Linked DNA regions of Podarcis muralis: region 1 is linked to region 2. Evidence: chromatin contacts called from public Hi-C data. All regions are on one chromosome and are shown on one strand. The core of a region is the stretch at or near the end of the contact, and the rest is flanking DNA. Distances in the headings are between cores, read along the strand shown. Region 1 holds the start of RAB8A (RAB8A, member RAS oncogene family). Region 2 holds the start of SIRT6 (sirtuin 6).

Region 1 (7,193 bases), core at 787-3,286, 210 kb before region 2:
GGAAGTCTAAACCATGACGTTGCCACTGTTCGGTCACACCCAGGAACCGTCCCCTGCAGAAGCACCACCACCGCACCTACATCCGAGGCCCAGAAGGAAACCACTGGCTTCCTGCTTTCGGAAGGAGACAGGGCCAGAAATCTGCAGGCTGCGTTGCTCTTTTTGCAAAAAAAGGCAGTCCCTGCCCAGTGACAGGCAGGGCCTTCCTCTGGGAGGGGAGGTGCAGATCAGCTCCCCACCCAGCTAGCTCCCTGGTCTCTAATAATAATAATAATAATAATAATAATAATAATTAGTATTAGTATTTGTACCCCAGCTGGATGACTCTCTGGTTGTCAATAATAAAAATACCGTAATAATTAGTATTAGTATCCATACTAGCATTGGGACCCCATCCAGCTAACTCCCTGGTCTCTTCTTCTTCTTCTTCTTCTTCTTCTTCTTCTTATTTATTATTTATTAATTTGTTGTTTATATTTATTTGTTTCCTGCCCATATGGCTGAGTTTCCCCAGCCACTCTGGGCGGCTTCCAATAAAACACTATTAAACATGAAGAGCTTCCCTAAACAAATACTGATATAATAATACTGATATTATTTTATTATTATTTATACCCCAGCCACCCTGGTGCAGCTTCCGACCCCGTATCATCCTAATTTTATTATTTCAACCCGCCCATCTGTCATCTGTCACTCTGGGTGGCTTATGTATATAAAAAAGGTAACCAAACATCAAGCCTTTCAGACGTGACAGGGCTGCCTTCCGAGTCCTGGACAGGTGGGCTGCTTTTGGCTAGAGAGGCTCCATTCCTCGGTCCAGTATCCCTGAAGGAGCGTCTCCACCCCCATCGTCCAGCCCTGATACTGAGATCCAGCGCCGAGGGCCTTCTGGTGGTTCCCTCCCTGCAAGAAGTGAGGTTACAGGGAACCAGGCAGAGGGCCTTCTCCGTGGTGGCACCCACCCTGTGGAACGCCCTCCCAGCAGATGTCAAAGAGAAAAACAACTACAGTGGTACCTCGGGTTAAGTACTTAATTCGTTCCGGAGGTCCGTTCTTATCCTGAAACTGTCCTTAACCTGAAGCACCACTTTAGCTAATGGGGCCTCCTGCTGCTGCCGCGCCGCCGGAGCACAATTTCTATTCTCATCCTGAAGCAAAGTTCTGAACCTGAGGTACTATTTCTGGGTTAGCGGAGTCTGTAACCTGAAGCCTGTGTAACCTGAAGCATCTGTAACCCGAGGTAGCACTGTACCAAACTTTTAGAGTCTGAAGGCAGCCCAGTTTAGGGAAGCTTTTAATGTTTAATAGGCTATTGTATTTTAGTGTTTTGTTGGAAGCCTGAGGAAACCCAGCCAGATGGGCGGGGTATAGATAATAAATTATTATTATAATTCCCTTTTCCTCTGCTCATCCCTTGGGGGGGGGGGGAGTCCCACTGGACACCCCCCCCACTGAAGGAACCCCCTCCCCGGCCCCTCCCCCCCCCGCTTTTTCCTGTCAGGCGGAGGCGGGTAGACTGCTCCTGCCCAGGGAGGCTCACCTTCCCTTTGAGGTCCAGCACGTAGACGGCGCTGGCGGACATGGCGAGGCGCTCGGAGGGGGGCGGGGAGGCCCACAGGCGACCCCTCCCGGGCGGCAGCAGCAGCGGCCTCGGCGAGCTCCCAGGCGCCGCTTCCCCGCTTCGGAGCCGGAGAGGCCGCACCAACGACGCGCGCGGGCTAGAGCGGCGCTCTCTTCCGGCGCGCGGGTCGTGACGTAGCTATTACAGCGGCGCTCTCCCTCTTGCTCTTTCGGCGCGCGCATCATGACGTGGACTTAGAGCGTCCCTCTCTCTTTTTCGTCGCGCTCGTCGTGACGTAGAGGCTAGAGCGGCGCTCTCCCTCTTTCGCAGCGCACGCGTCATGACGTCGCCTCCAACGGAGGTTGCTGACGTGGCACCAATGGGATCGCCGGGCCTCGGCCGGAGGCGGGAGTTCCGCCGGCCTCCTCCAATGGGAGCCTCCCCGCCCCGCGGACGGGCAGCCCCGCGGGCCTATCGCCACCCGCGGCCGCCGCTTCCCGGCCTGAGGAACATGGCGAAGACCTACGACTACCTCTTCAAGCTGCTGCTGATCGGCGACTCCGGGGTGGGGAAGACGTGCGCGCTCTTCCGCTTCAGCGAGGACGCCTTCAACGCCACCTTCATCTCCACCATCGGTGCGCCGGCCCCCGCCCCTCTCCGTCGCCATGGCAACCGCGGAGCGCCCCCTCCCCCCCCCCGAGATGGCAGGCCGACCTCGCGGGGTTGGTGGGAGGACCCGGAAGGGGGGGGAAGGCTCCAGCTGACGCCCCCCAAAAGAATTATAATGCACCTGACATCCCCCCAAGATAATAATAATAGCCTGCAACTGACACCCCCTAATAATAACAATAATCATAGCCTGTAGCTGACACCCCCCAAAAGAATAATAATGCAGCTGACACCCCATAATAATAATAATAATAATAATAACAATAATAATGCAGCTGACGGTGCGGGAAACACCTCTGGGGCTGGCATGCAAAGTGCGGGGGGGGGGCAGCCTTGTGGGGAAAGACGGGAGGAAAATAAACGGAGTTCCAGGGGGCAGCAAAAAAGGAGACGGAGAGCTTAATATGTGGCGCTGTGGGTTAAACCACAGAGCCTAGGACTTGCCGATCAGAAGGTTGGCAGTTCGAATCCCCGCCATGACGGGGTGAGCTCCCGTTGCTCGGTCCCTGCTCCTGCCCACCTAGCAGTTCGAAAGCACGTCAAAGTGCAAGTAGCTAAATAGGTCCCGCTCCGGCGGGAAGGCAAATGGCGTTTCTGCTCTGGTTCGCCAGTAGCGGCTTAGTCCTGCTGGCCACATGACCCAGAAGCTGTACACCGGCTCCCTCGGCCAATAAAGCGAGATGAGCGCCGCAACCCCAGAGTCAGCCACGACTGGACCTAATGGTCAGGGTTCCCTTTACCTTTTTAATAATTGTCAGCTGTCAAGTGCCACCTGTTAACTGGCGGGTGGTCTTCTCTGTGCAGGAATCGATTTCAAGATCAGGACGATTGAGCTTGATGGCAAGAAGATTAAGCTGCAGATCTGGTAAGGCAGCCCAGGAAATTATCCTTTCCAGTTTGTTGGGGGGGTGCGTGTTCCTGAGACTCCTACGAGGAAGGGGCTGCCACCCTGACATGGGTGGCAGCCCTACAGATGATCCCTGACAAGGCCACTGTGATGGCAGAGCAGTGGCACAGCTTATGTTGCTGCCACGGCGGGAAGAACGCAGAACATCCCAAAATGGCGCAGCAGCACACTAACCTCCTGGGCCTTCTCCCGGCACGGCGGGCCTTTTACCCCACGCTAGAGCTTCTCGGCCAGCGTAACTTGAGGGCAAGGCAGCGGAGGCCCTGCCTGGCTGTTGTCGTCATTTCTCTTCTTGTGCCTTTCCTCCAGGGACACTGCTGGGCAGGAACGCTTCCGGACAATCACGACGGCTTACTACAGAGGAGCCATGGTGGGTAATAATAATAATAATAATAATTTATTATTTATACCCCGCCCATCTGGCTGGGTTTCCCCAGCCACTCTGGGCGGCTCCCAATCAAGTATTAAAAACAATACAGCTTTAAATATTAAAAACTTCTCTAAACAGGGCTGCCTACAGATGTCTTTTAAAGATAGGATACCTGCTTATTTCCTTCACATGTTCCACAGGGTGGGCACCACTACTGAGAAGGCCCTCTGTCTGGTTCCCTGTAACCTCACTTCTCGCAATGAGGGAACCGTCAGAAGGCCCTCGGCGTTGGATCTCAATGTCCGGGCTGAACGATGGGGGTGGAGACGCTCCTTCTCCCTTTGACTCGGTGCTGGTCTCCCTTTGTCTCGGGTCGCAGCTGACCTTGTTTTTATATACCATATTTTTCACTCCATAAGACGCACCTGACCATAAGATGCACCCTCTCCCCGTTTCTTCTCTTTAGGGCATTATGCTGGTGTACGACATCACCAACGAGAAGTCGTTTGAAAACATTCGGAACTGGGTCAGAAACATCGAAGAGGTATGTTCTCCCGCTGCTCTGTCTCTGTGGTCGGAGGCTGTCTGTTTCTGAATACCAGCTGCGGAAGCTGCCAGAGAGGAGAGTTGCTTTTGTGGAAGTCGTGGTGTATATCCGTGGACACGAAAGCTGGGTGGGAACAACATCAGTCAAGACCAGAGGCAGAAAGAAGCCTCTCTCTGCTGTTGTTGTTGTTACTTTATTGAATTAATATACCGCCCTATACCCAAAGGTCTCAGGGCGGTTCACAAAAAAGATCACTATAAAATCAAAATAAAAGCAATAACCCAATACTTCACCCCCCAAAAAAGAGTCACATTTTAAAAGGGATGTTGACCAGGTCAACCAAATACTTGGTTAAAAAGGAACGTTTTTGCCTGATGCCTAATTTAGTCTGATTTAGATGGGATATCCTCTCCCTCCCAGCCTTTTGCGACTAGAAATCTGGCAGCAACTGTAACATACATAAAGACTCCCCTGAACTTTTGGGGGATTTCATTTCCCATAATTCCTAGCAGGAAGGCTTCGGGTTTTGGGGGGAAGGAGCATTTGAAACGGGCTGCTTCTGTTCTCGGACGCTCAGAGGAGGCTCTCCTCCTCCCCGAGGGCTCCTCTTGTCGCTCCATAAAGCCTGCTTCTCAGAGGTGCGGTTTCTTGCAGGATCCGCTGTGGGACAGGACTGTTGCCCTCTAGAAGGTAACGAACGGTGAGCCAGCCCTTCTGCTCGCTCATTCTGGCTGGCAAACCCCTCCGGAAAATGCATCTTGCCACGGTCCCTGCTCTGCCATTGCCCAGTTCTGCAATTAACACGGAACGCTTCTGCTTTGTTCCGAATGAGCGGCATGGCACTGTGGGGTTTTTTGCAAGCATTTGAAGTGCAGTGAAAGTTTCATCGGCTAAGGGGGGGGCCTCTGAAAGGCCTTTTCCCTCTCACAGAGCGGGAGGAGAAGCACTGTGTCGGCATCTCAGCCACCAGCTCTGCATAAAGACCAGGCTGTGTCTCTTTTTCTCACCACTGCGCTTTCTCTCTCCCCCCACCCCCCGCAGCATGCGTCTCCAGATGTGGAAAAAATGATCCTCGGGAACAAGTGCGACATGAACCACAAGCGCCAGGTCTCCCGAGAGCAAGGAGAGAAGGTGAGGGCGGTTTTTGGCGTCCAGAGATTAGCCGGTCGTGTGTCATGGGAGAGGCAAGGGGGATGTCGAGGGAGCTGACAGCCAGAACAGAGAGAGACAAGGAAGCACCGGCTAACTTGCAGTTAGCCGTTTCATTGAGGAATCAGAACAGGAATAATAATTATTATTATTATTATATTTATTATTTATACCCCACCCATCTGGCTGGGTTTCCCCAGCCACTCTGGGCAGCAATCTGCCTTCAAAAGTCATAGTTGTTTATTTCCTTGACATCTGATGGGACGGCGTTCCACAGGGCGGGCGCCACCACCGTATGTTGGATTCGGGAATGGAAATTTTTTTAGAACTGTGTTTCTCAAGGCAGATGCTGGTTCCTGTGTTCAGGGCCCGCCTGCTTAGCTGACCTGAGACCTTTCCTCCTTTTTTTCTCGTTCAGCTGGCCAGCAGCTTCGGCATCAAGTTCATGGAAACCAGCGCCAAGGCAAACATCAACATAGAGAACGTGAGTGGCGGCCCTCTTTCCCGGAAGCCTTTTCGTCCGGTCCAGAGGGCGGAAGGACGCCTGGGGCCCAGTCCCCCAGGCAGAATCTCTTAAGCCCTTCCAACCCCACTCAGAGCTGCAGCAAATCTGCAAAACGGGGGACCCGCTGCAAAAACAGCTGCCGTGCCCCATCATTTCTCCCTCTCCCAGCCCACAATTCTAATTTGCAGAGGTCTGGCCTGCTGCTGCTGCTGCTCTTGCAGGTGACGGGGGACATTGTGCAACAATCTGTGGTGTGTTGTGACAGGTCACAAGGGCCACCAAAAGAGCTAATTGCCCCCTCCGCCTAACCTCCCTCGAGTCTTTGGCTTTGCATTTTGGCGTGAGCGCCAGGAGGGCAGCGCGAGCTACGAGGCCTCGTCCGATCATTTTCACATTTATATATATTTTTTTCTATTTCCCCCTTTTAAATTTCAGGCGTTTTTCACTCTCGCCAGAGACATCAAGGCGAAAATGGACAAGAAACTGGTGAGTCGCCTTGGCTAGAACGCAGGTTTATTTGTTGCGTTTATCTCTCTCCATCTGCAAGGAGCTCAAGGCTCCCCCCCCCCCATTTAATCCCAACAACTGTCTGGTGCAGGTTAGGCTGAGGGGAATTGACTGGTCCAAGCGTGCTTCAAGGCTGAGTGGGAGATTTCAACGCTGGTCTCCCATGTCCTAGTACGGCACTCTTAACCGCTAAACCAGGCATGTCCAACTCTCAAGAGACTGCGATCTACTCCCACAATAACAAGGGTTTGCAGTGTTTGGGTTCCAAGTTGTTTGAGTACCAAGGCGTTTGAGAACCGTGTGTGCATGTATCTATACACACACACACACACACACACACACACACACACATAAAACAGTATTAACTTGTTCAGTGTTGTATAAGAAACTAGCTGGGTTGAGGAGCATAGGTGGCAGAGGGTAAGAGTCTTATAACGCACTATCGTAAACAGTTAACAACGCCAGCAGGGTTGTAAGGCGGCTTGTGACGATAATGGTTAATGCCTTTTTGTATTTTTGTAAAAAATGTAGACAGGTCGAATGAGTGAAAAAGGAAAACGTATCAATGCTTTGGTGTAAAAAACAAACTGCGAAAGCCATGAGTTGGGTGGGAGGGAAGTCGCTAAGCTCATACGAGCAAAAAGTAAAATGGAAAATAAGGGTGTATTTAAATATTTAAAATGTAAGTGTAATAAAATATTATTTTTTAAAAAAGTTCTACAATGCGGCAGGAGGGGAGGGGGCAAAATGAGCTTTGAGGTCGCGGCCTTTGGAGTTGCTAGGAGCATAGAGCCCAAAAGTAAAATGAGGATGTATTTAAATGTTTAAAATGGAAGCGTAATAAACATATTATTTTTTTTAAAGTTCTATAATGTGGCAGGAGGGGAGGGGGCAAAATGAGCTTTGAGTTCGCGGCCTTTGGAGTTGCTAGGAGCACAGAGCCCGATTGCTGGGCGCGATTGCCCTGCTCCCTCCCCA
Region 2 (7,572 bases), core at 1,481-3,980:
GCTGTCCCAGAGCTTAATGAAAGCGTTTTCTTCACACTGCCACGGGAAGCGTCCCCTTACCTGGGGAATCCCGAGCGTACGTGGAGACCGTCCACGTTCTGGCTGACCAGGAACCGCAGGACGCCGGCTCTCTGCAGCTCCAAGAGGGCCATGTGGGTCGTGGACGGCCGCGCGTTCTCAAAAGTGGTGTCGAACTTCGGGGACAGACCCCGCTCCTCCATGGTCCAGACGCCATTGGGGCCTCTGCAGGGAACAGAGGGGCAAATCCTTACCGGACGGAAGGGGTGCTACCCAGCATCTTTCTGGGTGACCCATAACAAATCAGCGGCCTTGGAGGGGGGTGTAAGGGGTTCCCAGGTCCCAAATAACTGTCGCTCCGCTCACCTGAAGTCTGGGATTCCCGAAGACGTGCTGATGCCAGCTCCGGTGTGGAAAACCACGTTGGAAGCCTCCCGGATCAAGAGGGCCAGCTGGGCTACTTTCCTGTCCAGCTCGTCTGGAGGGTCAAAAAACTGAAGGGGAGGTTGCGTGGGTGGGTGGGGGGGGGGGAGAGAAGAAAACAGAGGAAGCGCAGGATAGGTCAGCTGGGAAAGTTGCAATTATTCTCCTCTGTTAATTTATATAACCTGCCTTTTCCCCATCAGGGACTCTACGTGGGGCTACCTTTGAAGGTGACCCGGAAACTGCAACTAATCCAGAATGCGGCAGCCAGACTGGGGACAGGGAGCGGAGACCATATAACACCAGACCTGAAAGACCTGCATTGGCTCCCAGGACATTTCCAAACACAATTCAAAGTGTTGGTGTTGACCTTGAAAGCCCTAAAGGGCCCTGTATCCCTGAAGGAGCATCTCCACCCTGGACACCGAGGTCCATCTCCAGAGGGCCTTCTGGCAGTTCCCTCCCTGTGAGAAGTGAGGTTACAGGGAACCAGGCAGAGGGCCTTCTCGGTGGTGGCACCCGTCCTGTGGAATGCCCTCCCACCAGATGTCAAGGAAATAATTAACTACAAGACATTTGGAAGACATCGGAAGGCAGCCCTGTTTAGAGAAGCTTTTAATGTTAAATAGACTACTGTACAGTGGTGCCTCGCAAGACGAAATTAATCCGTTCCGCGAATCTCTTCGTCTTGCGAAGCACGGCTATTAGCGGCTTAGCGGCTTTAAGAAAAAGGAAAAAACCTCACAAGAACTCGCAAGACATTTCGTCTTGCGAAGCAAGCCCATAGGGAAAACCCTTTCGTCTAGCGAGTTTTTCGTCCTGTGAGGCATTCGTCTTGCAGGGCACCACTGTATTTTAATATTCTGTTGGGAGGTGCCCAGGGTGGCTGGCCATACCCAGCCACATGGGCAGGGTAAAGGGACCCCTGACCATTAGGTCCAGTCGTGGCTGACTCTGGGGTTGCGGCGTTCATCTCGCTTTACTGGCCGAGGGAGCCGGCGTACAGCTTCCGGGTCATGTGCCCAGCATGACTAAACCGCTTCTGGCGAACCAGAGCAGCGCACGGAAACGCCGTTTACCTTCCCGACGGAGTGGTACCTATTGATCTACTTGCACTTTGAGGCGCTTTCATACTGCTAGGTGGGCAGGAGCAGGGACCGAGCAACGGGAGATCACCCAGTCGCAGGGATTTGAACCGCCGACCTTCTGATCGGCAAGTCAGGGTCAGAGAGGGGAATAAAGGAAAATGACTCTACCAATATCAGATATATAGTATTCTGCCTTAATACCCTACAATAATGTAAACTGTGCCTTGGAGAATGTATCATTTACTGCTGTACCTAAACGTATCATTTTTGCTGTATCTTATTCATTGACTTTAACAATGTATCTTTACTAAAATGTATTTTTCCTCAATAAGCTGTTCCATGCTGTTCTTTTCTGAATGTATCCAAAAATAAATAAATAAATAAATGGAAACCAAAAAAACAAAACAAAAAAAAGATAAATGGAACGAAACGAGTGAATTTAATAAAAATAAAACAAACGGAAATAAAAATGAAACGAAACAAACGGGAGTGAAAACAAAAAGAACGAAAGGAAACAAAGGAACGGACGGAAATAAAAATAAAATACATGGAAATTAAAAACAAAAAGAATGAATGAAATGAATGAATGAATGAATGACTTATGAAATGAAACACAGTAAAGCAAAACAGACTGGAAATATAAATGAATAAAATAATAAATATAAATAAAATAAAATAAATAAATAAAAATAAAATAAATAAAATAAAAATAATAAAAATAAATAAATAAATAAAATAATAAAATATAAATAAATAAATAAATAAAATAATAAAATAATAAAAACTGTGAGCTGAGCGAAGGAAACATAACATTAAAACCAGGAGGCGGGAGGGGGAGGGGGAGGGAATCCCCAACATCCGGGTCCTTCGCGTTCCATCCTCCACATCCGGGTCTTCCCCCCCCTCGGCCTCCACATCCGGGTCCTTCCCGGGCCTTTTTCCCCCTCAGGCGCCCTCCTCGCCCCTCCCCCCCCGCGCAGAGTCCAATGGGGGAGGGAGGGGGGAGTCTCGGTATCCATGGCAACCCTTCCCCACCCACCCCGTCCCCCCTCCGCTCACCTCCGGGAGGCCGCACTTGCCCTTGTCCGAGTACGGCGACAGCCCCGCCGCGTAGTTCGCCGACATCCCGACTGTTCCCCCTTCCCCTCTGCCAATAAAGTTTCGCCGCCGCTTGTTGAGGAGCTTCCGGTAACGACGGCGCCGGAAGGGGCGTTGCCGAAAAGGAGCCGGACAGAAAGCCTCCTTCTGCGCACGCGCGATTTTATCCGAGTCGTCGTCTCCATGCTCGTTTCGGGAGGAGGAGGCCGGCGGCGCCATCTTGGTTCCTGGCAGATGGAGCCGCTTCCTGGTTTAGCGCCGGCGCCATCTAGCGGGCGGCATCGTAGCTGCACCGTTTGTTTCTTGCAGAGCTGTCCAAATGCTATTTATTCTGTTACGTTGTGAGATATATTTTGGGTGGTTTTTTTTTTAAATTCTGCAACATGCTCTTTTTTTAAAAAAAAATTAATAAATTTTATAAATTAATAAATAATTTTTATTGAATGATTTTATGTTACAAAAAACAATACAGCCGTACTACCACTAAATATAATTAAGAAATAAAAATTACATACATCAATATTTAGTTTGTTATTTGTTATTTACCGTCTTATTTCCTCCGAAACATTGCATACAACAACACACATATGTGCGGACACCCACACACCCACAGAAAATGATAATAATGAAAGTTAATATTTCACCCCCTTTTATCTTCCAAAATCTTTTCTTCATCTATGACTTCCTGTCAAGTCCCTTTGCATATATTTTATCTTACATTTGAATTCTGCAACATGTTCGCTTCTGTTTTACATGCCACGTGGGTGACTTTTGTTTTTGAATCAACAGCATGATGCATGTCATTGATTGCTAAATCGTATTATGTAGTGTTATTAATTGATCCATCGTTATAATCCCCGCAATTAAAAAGCAGAATTAGTCGCCGTAAACATGAATCAGAATTAAGTAACAGGCAGCAAAGATGCAATGGAAGATGTCAATTGCATATATACACAGAAGCATTGTACACAGGTCAATACATTCGCAGGGTTTTAAGATTGCTTGTAATTTTGTTATGGATGGATAATAATGATAATAAAATTTTATTTATATCCCGCCCTCCCTAGCCGGAGGCGGGCTCAGAGCGGCTAACAACAGTAAAAATAACACAGCTTAATAAAATCACATTTTAAATAGATTTTTAAAATAGGTTTTAAATTTAATAATGGACGTGCACTATGTCAATAAATAATAGAGCCATGGAAGGGACTAGAGGGGTGTCAATTTGCATTGTTTTATTTATATTTGTGTTTGGAAAATTAATAAAATGTTGTTACAAAAAAAAAGAGATGTTCAAATACCTTCATGTCTCAGAACCCTGTGTTACCTGAAAGCTGACAACCCTGCCTTTTAAAAACCCTAATTGTTTCCCCTTCCCGACCCCCTCTTAATTCCTTTTTAACGGAGCGACGAGGCTGCTCCTAAGCTCCTGCTTAGGCTGGGATGGTAACCTTACCTGTTACAGGTGGTAACTCAATTCCGCTGGCAGGAGAGGCCGTTCCCCGGGATCCGCCGCTCATTGGTGGGGACGGCATCCAGCTGCTGCGAAAAGGGACCCTGATATGTCGAAACTCCTTTTCAGCCAGGCTCCTGTAAGGAGATCCCTCTGGTCTTGTTTTCCTCCCTTTCCCCCTGTCTCTCGCCTTCGTGGAAGGAGCACAAGGCGCTTGCAAAGTCATCGTACGAAGGGGGAAACTGAGGCAAAGGGCCGCCCCACCAGGAGACCACCTACCGTAAGTTTTGCAAAAGGAAATGGGAGAGGAAAAAGGGATCCTGGAGAGGGATCAGGCCAAAGAGCCATCTATCTCAGCATCCTCTCTGTGCAGAGGTCCGCCTTTAGGGGGAAATTCGCACCCAACTCTCTCCTCCAGCAACTGGTACCCAGAAGCATTTTCTGCCACCCAACAGCAGAGGGGGAAACATAAAATCGAAGACAGTCTTTTCCTTCTCTGGGAATTTGAAGCCGTTGGACACGGTTGCGTCTTGTGGCAATGAGTTCCGTGGTTTACCCAAGGACGCCTTTTTCGTTGGAGGGGATGGAATAGGACGTCCCTATTTTCACGGGAGAAACGTTGGAGGGGATGGAATAGGACGTCCCTATTTTCACGGGAGAAACGTTGGAGGGGATGGAATAGGACGTCCCTATTTTCAGGGGAGAAACGTTGGAGGGGATGGAATAGGACGCCCCTATTTTCAGGGGAGAAACGTTGGAGGGGATGGAACAGGACGTCCCTATTTTCAGGGGAGAAACGTTGGAGGGGATGGAATAGGACGCCCCTATTTTCATCTGAGAAATGTTGGAGGATATGTTCCCTAACCTGAATCTTCTCTATCGTATCTCCTCTGCTTTTTTTGTAAATTACTCATAGCATCATAGAATAGTCGGGTTGGAAGCGACCCTGGGGGTCATTTAGTCCAACCCCCTGCAATGCAGGAATCTTTTGCCCCACACAGGACTCGAACCCACGACCCTCGGATGAAGCATCCCGCCCTCTACTGGCTGAGCTACCCAATGTTCGTTTTGTGACCTTTGCTAATAGGAGTTGTTGCAGACGCTCAATCGCTTCGGTTGCATTTCCAGCTCTGCAAGATTCTTCTTAGAGCTTGGCTTACTCTCAGAAGCTATAGGGAATTCCCAGCTCCCTCTTGGCTGTTGCGTTACCCCATGTGGAGCTGAGTTCCCCTGGATAAACCAATCAGCTTGCAAAGCAGTGCAGAGTTCGTCTCTGTCCCCCAGCGGGGTGCAAAGACGCCCTCTAATTAGGCCACACGGGGATGGGGAACAGGCCGGGCCGGCCGTATCCAGAGAACCGAGTCCTGGTTTCGCATCCCAAGTGGGATGGATCCCCCAAGCAACCGCTTGCTTCTGGGCCCTGGGTGCGAAACATGGAAGGCCTCGGAGCTGAGATCACAATTCTGCTAGGATTAGTCCTAGGTGGAATCCACAGCCATATATTTTAAAAACCTGCTTTTTGGGGGAGAAAAGTTTTGAAAAAGATGTTGAATTTTGCATAGCTCACCATCGCCATCTAGTGCCGCCTTTGTATATTGCACTTTAACAACACATTACTACTACTACTACTACTACTACTACTACTACTACTAATTTTAAACACTTTATTTGCAGCCGAGTCCCCTAGCGTATAAAAGCCCTAAACAGCTTTGGACCCAAATGCCTCCAAGAGCATCCATCTCAGACCCTACGATCGGCAGGCGGGTCCTTCTTAGTGGTGTCCCCTCTGGAGCTGCCACAGAGAAGGCCCTGTCCTCTCCCCTGAGCTTCTGAGGGCAGCCGAGAGGGTCTCTTCTGACTCTTTTAATACCAGTTATTCAGGGCCCAAGGATAATAATAAGGTTATTATTTATACCCTGCCCATAAAATCTCGGCTGTATCAAAAGATGGGATTTTAATGGAACCCTGCCAGGAAGCCTTTGGGGGCAGATGGAGGTTTTGGGTTGTCTCCAAGAGCAGCCCAGCAATCTAGCCGGGGTGTTTGCAGAAGACGGGGGCCAGGTCATTTCTGCCCCAAAGGCGGCATGCTTAACTCGAAGACCCTTGGACTTATTTCTGAAGAAATACCCTACATGTTTAAGATCTCTTAATCTGTCTGTTTCAGAAATCAAGAGCGCACCTGAGATGAAGAGTCTCAAGGCCAGGTTTAAGAAGTCTGATGTGAGTTGTTGTTGTTGAAAATGCACCTCTGGGTTATTTGTGGGGCCTGCATGGTGTTTTTACACGAGTAGAATGTGTGCTTTTGTTTAAAATGCATCTCTGGGTTATTTGTGGGGCATAGGAATTCGTTCATTCCCCCCCCCCCCAAAATATAGTCCGGCCCCCCACAAGGTCTGAGGGACAGTGGACCGGCCCCCTGCTGGAAAAGTTTGCTGACCCCTGTATTAGAACCTCTCTGTCTTATCCGGATTGAACTTCAGTTCAGGCCAGCAAGCCTGGGGAACCACCTGCTACTAGATAGAACCTCTTTGTCTTATCTGGATTGAAATTCAGTTCAGGTCAGCAAGCCTGGGGAACCACCTGCTACTGGATAGCTGATCCTCACGGTCCCTTCGAAAGGACTAAACTTCAGTTCAGGCAAGCAAGCCTGGGGAACCACCTGCTACTAGATAGAACCTCTCTGTCTTATCCGCACTGAACTTCAGTTCAGGTCAGCAAGCCTGGGGAACCACCTGCTACTAGATAGAACCTCTCTGTCTTATCTGGACTAAACTTCAGTTTAGGCAAGCAAGCCTGGGGAACCACCTGCTACTAGATAGAACCTCTCTGTCTTATCCGCACTGAACTTCAGTTCAGGTCAGCAAGCCTGGGGAACCACCTGCTACTAGATAGAACCTCTCTGTCTTATCTGGACTAAACTTCAGTTTAGGCAAGCAAGCCTGGGGAACCACCTGCTACTAGATAGAACCTCTCTGTCTTATCTGGACTAAACTTCAGTTTAGGCAAGCAAGCCTGGGGAACCACCTGCTACTAGATAGAACCTCTCTGTCTTATCCGCACTGAACTTCAGTTCAGGTCAGCAAGCCTGGGGAACCACCTGCTACTAGATAGAACCTCTCTGTCTTATCTGGACTGAACTTCAGTTTAGGCAAGCAAGCCTGGGGAACCACCTGCTACTAGATAGAACCTCTCTGTCTTATCCGGACTGAACTTCAGTTTAGGCAAGGAAGCCTGAGGAACCACCTGCTACTAGATAGTTGATCCCTACGGTCCCTTCGAAAGGATTCTGATTGCCATGGGGTTTTTAGGACCTTGCAAGGAGGTCTTACCTGGATTGAACTTCAGTTCAGGCCAGCAAGTCTGGGGAACCACCTGCTACTAGATAGAACCTCTCTGTCTTATCCAGACTGAACTTCAGTTCAGGCCAGCAAGCCTGGGGAACCACCTGCTACTAGATAGAACCTCTCTGTCTTATCTGGACTAAACTTCAGT

The links. A called contact is a pair of places that touch in the nucleus more often than the background predicts.
Region 1: a contact with region 2 is called in a Hi-C map of blood, with 2.8 times the contacts expected there. The contact joins the promoter of RAB8A here to the promoter of SIRT6 in region 2. A contact is called at or near these places in 2 of 3 Hi-C or Micro-C datasets (blood and tail).

Annotation. Positions count from the first base shown.
Region 1 is chr18:13,137,843-13,145,035 of rPodMur119.hap1.1, reverse strand. RAB8A (RAB8A, member RAS oncogene family) reads left to right here and starts at 2,036. Exons shown (of 8, transcript XM_077921970.1): 1 at 2,036-2,196; 2 at 3,035-3,095; 3 at 3,447-3,507; 4 at 3,974-4,051; 5 at 5,096-5,185; 6 at 5,622-5,687; 7 at 6,144-6,194. The coding sequence starts at 2,073. It overlaps AP1M1 (adaptor related protein complex 1 subunit mu 1), which reads right to left and starts at 1,709. Exons shown (of 12, transcript XM_028713417.2): 1 at 1,541-1,709. The coding sequence starts at 1,582.
Region 2 is chr18:12,931,831-12,939,402 of rPodMur119.hap1.1, reverse strand. SIRT6 (sirtuin 6) reads right to left here and starts at 2,730. Exons shown (of 8, transcript XM_028713770.2): 1 at 2,589-2,730; 2 at 385-512; 3 at 61-243. The coding sequence starts at 2,654.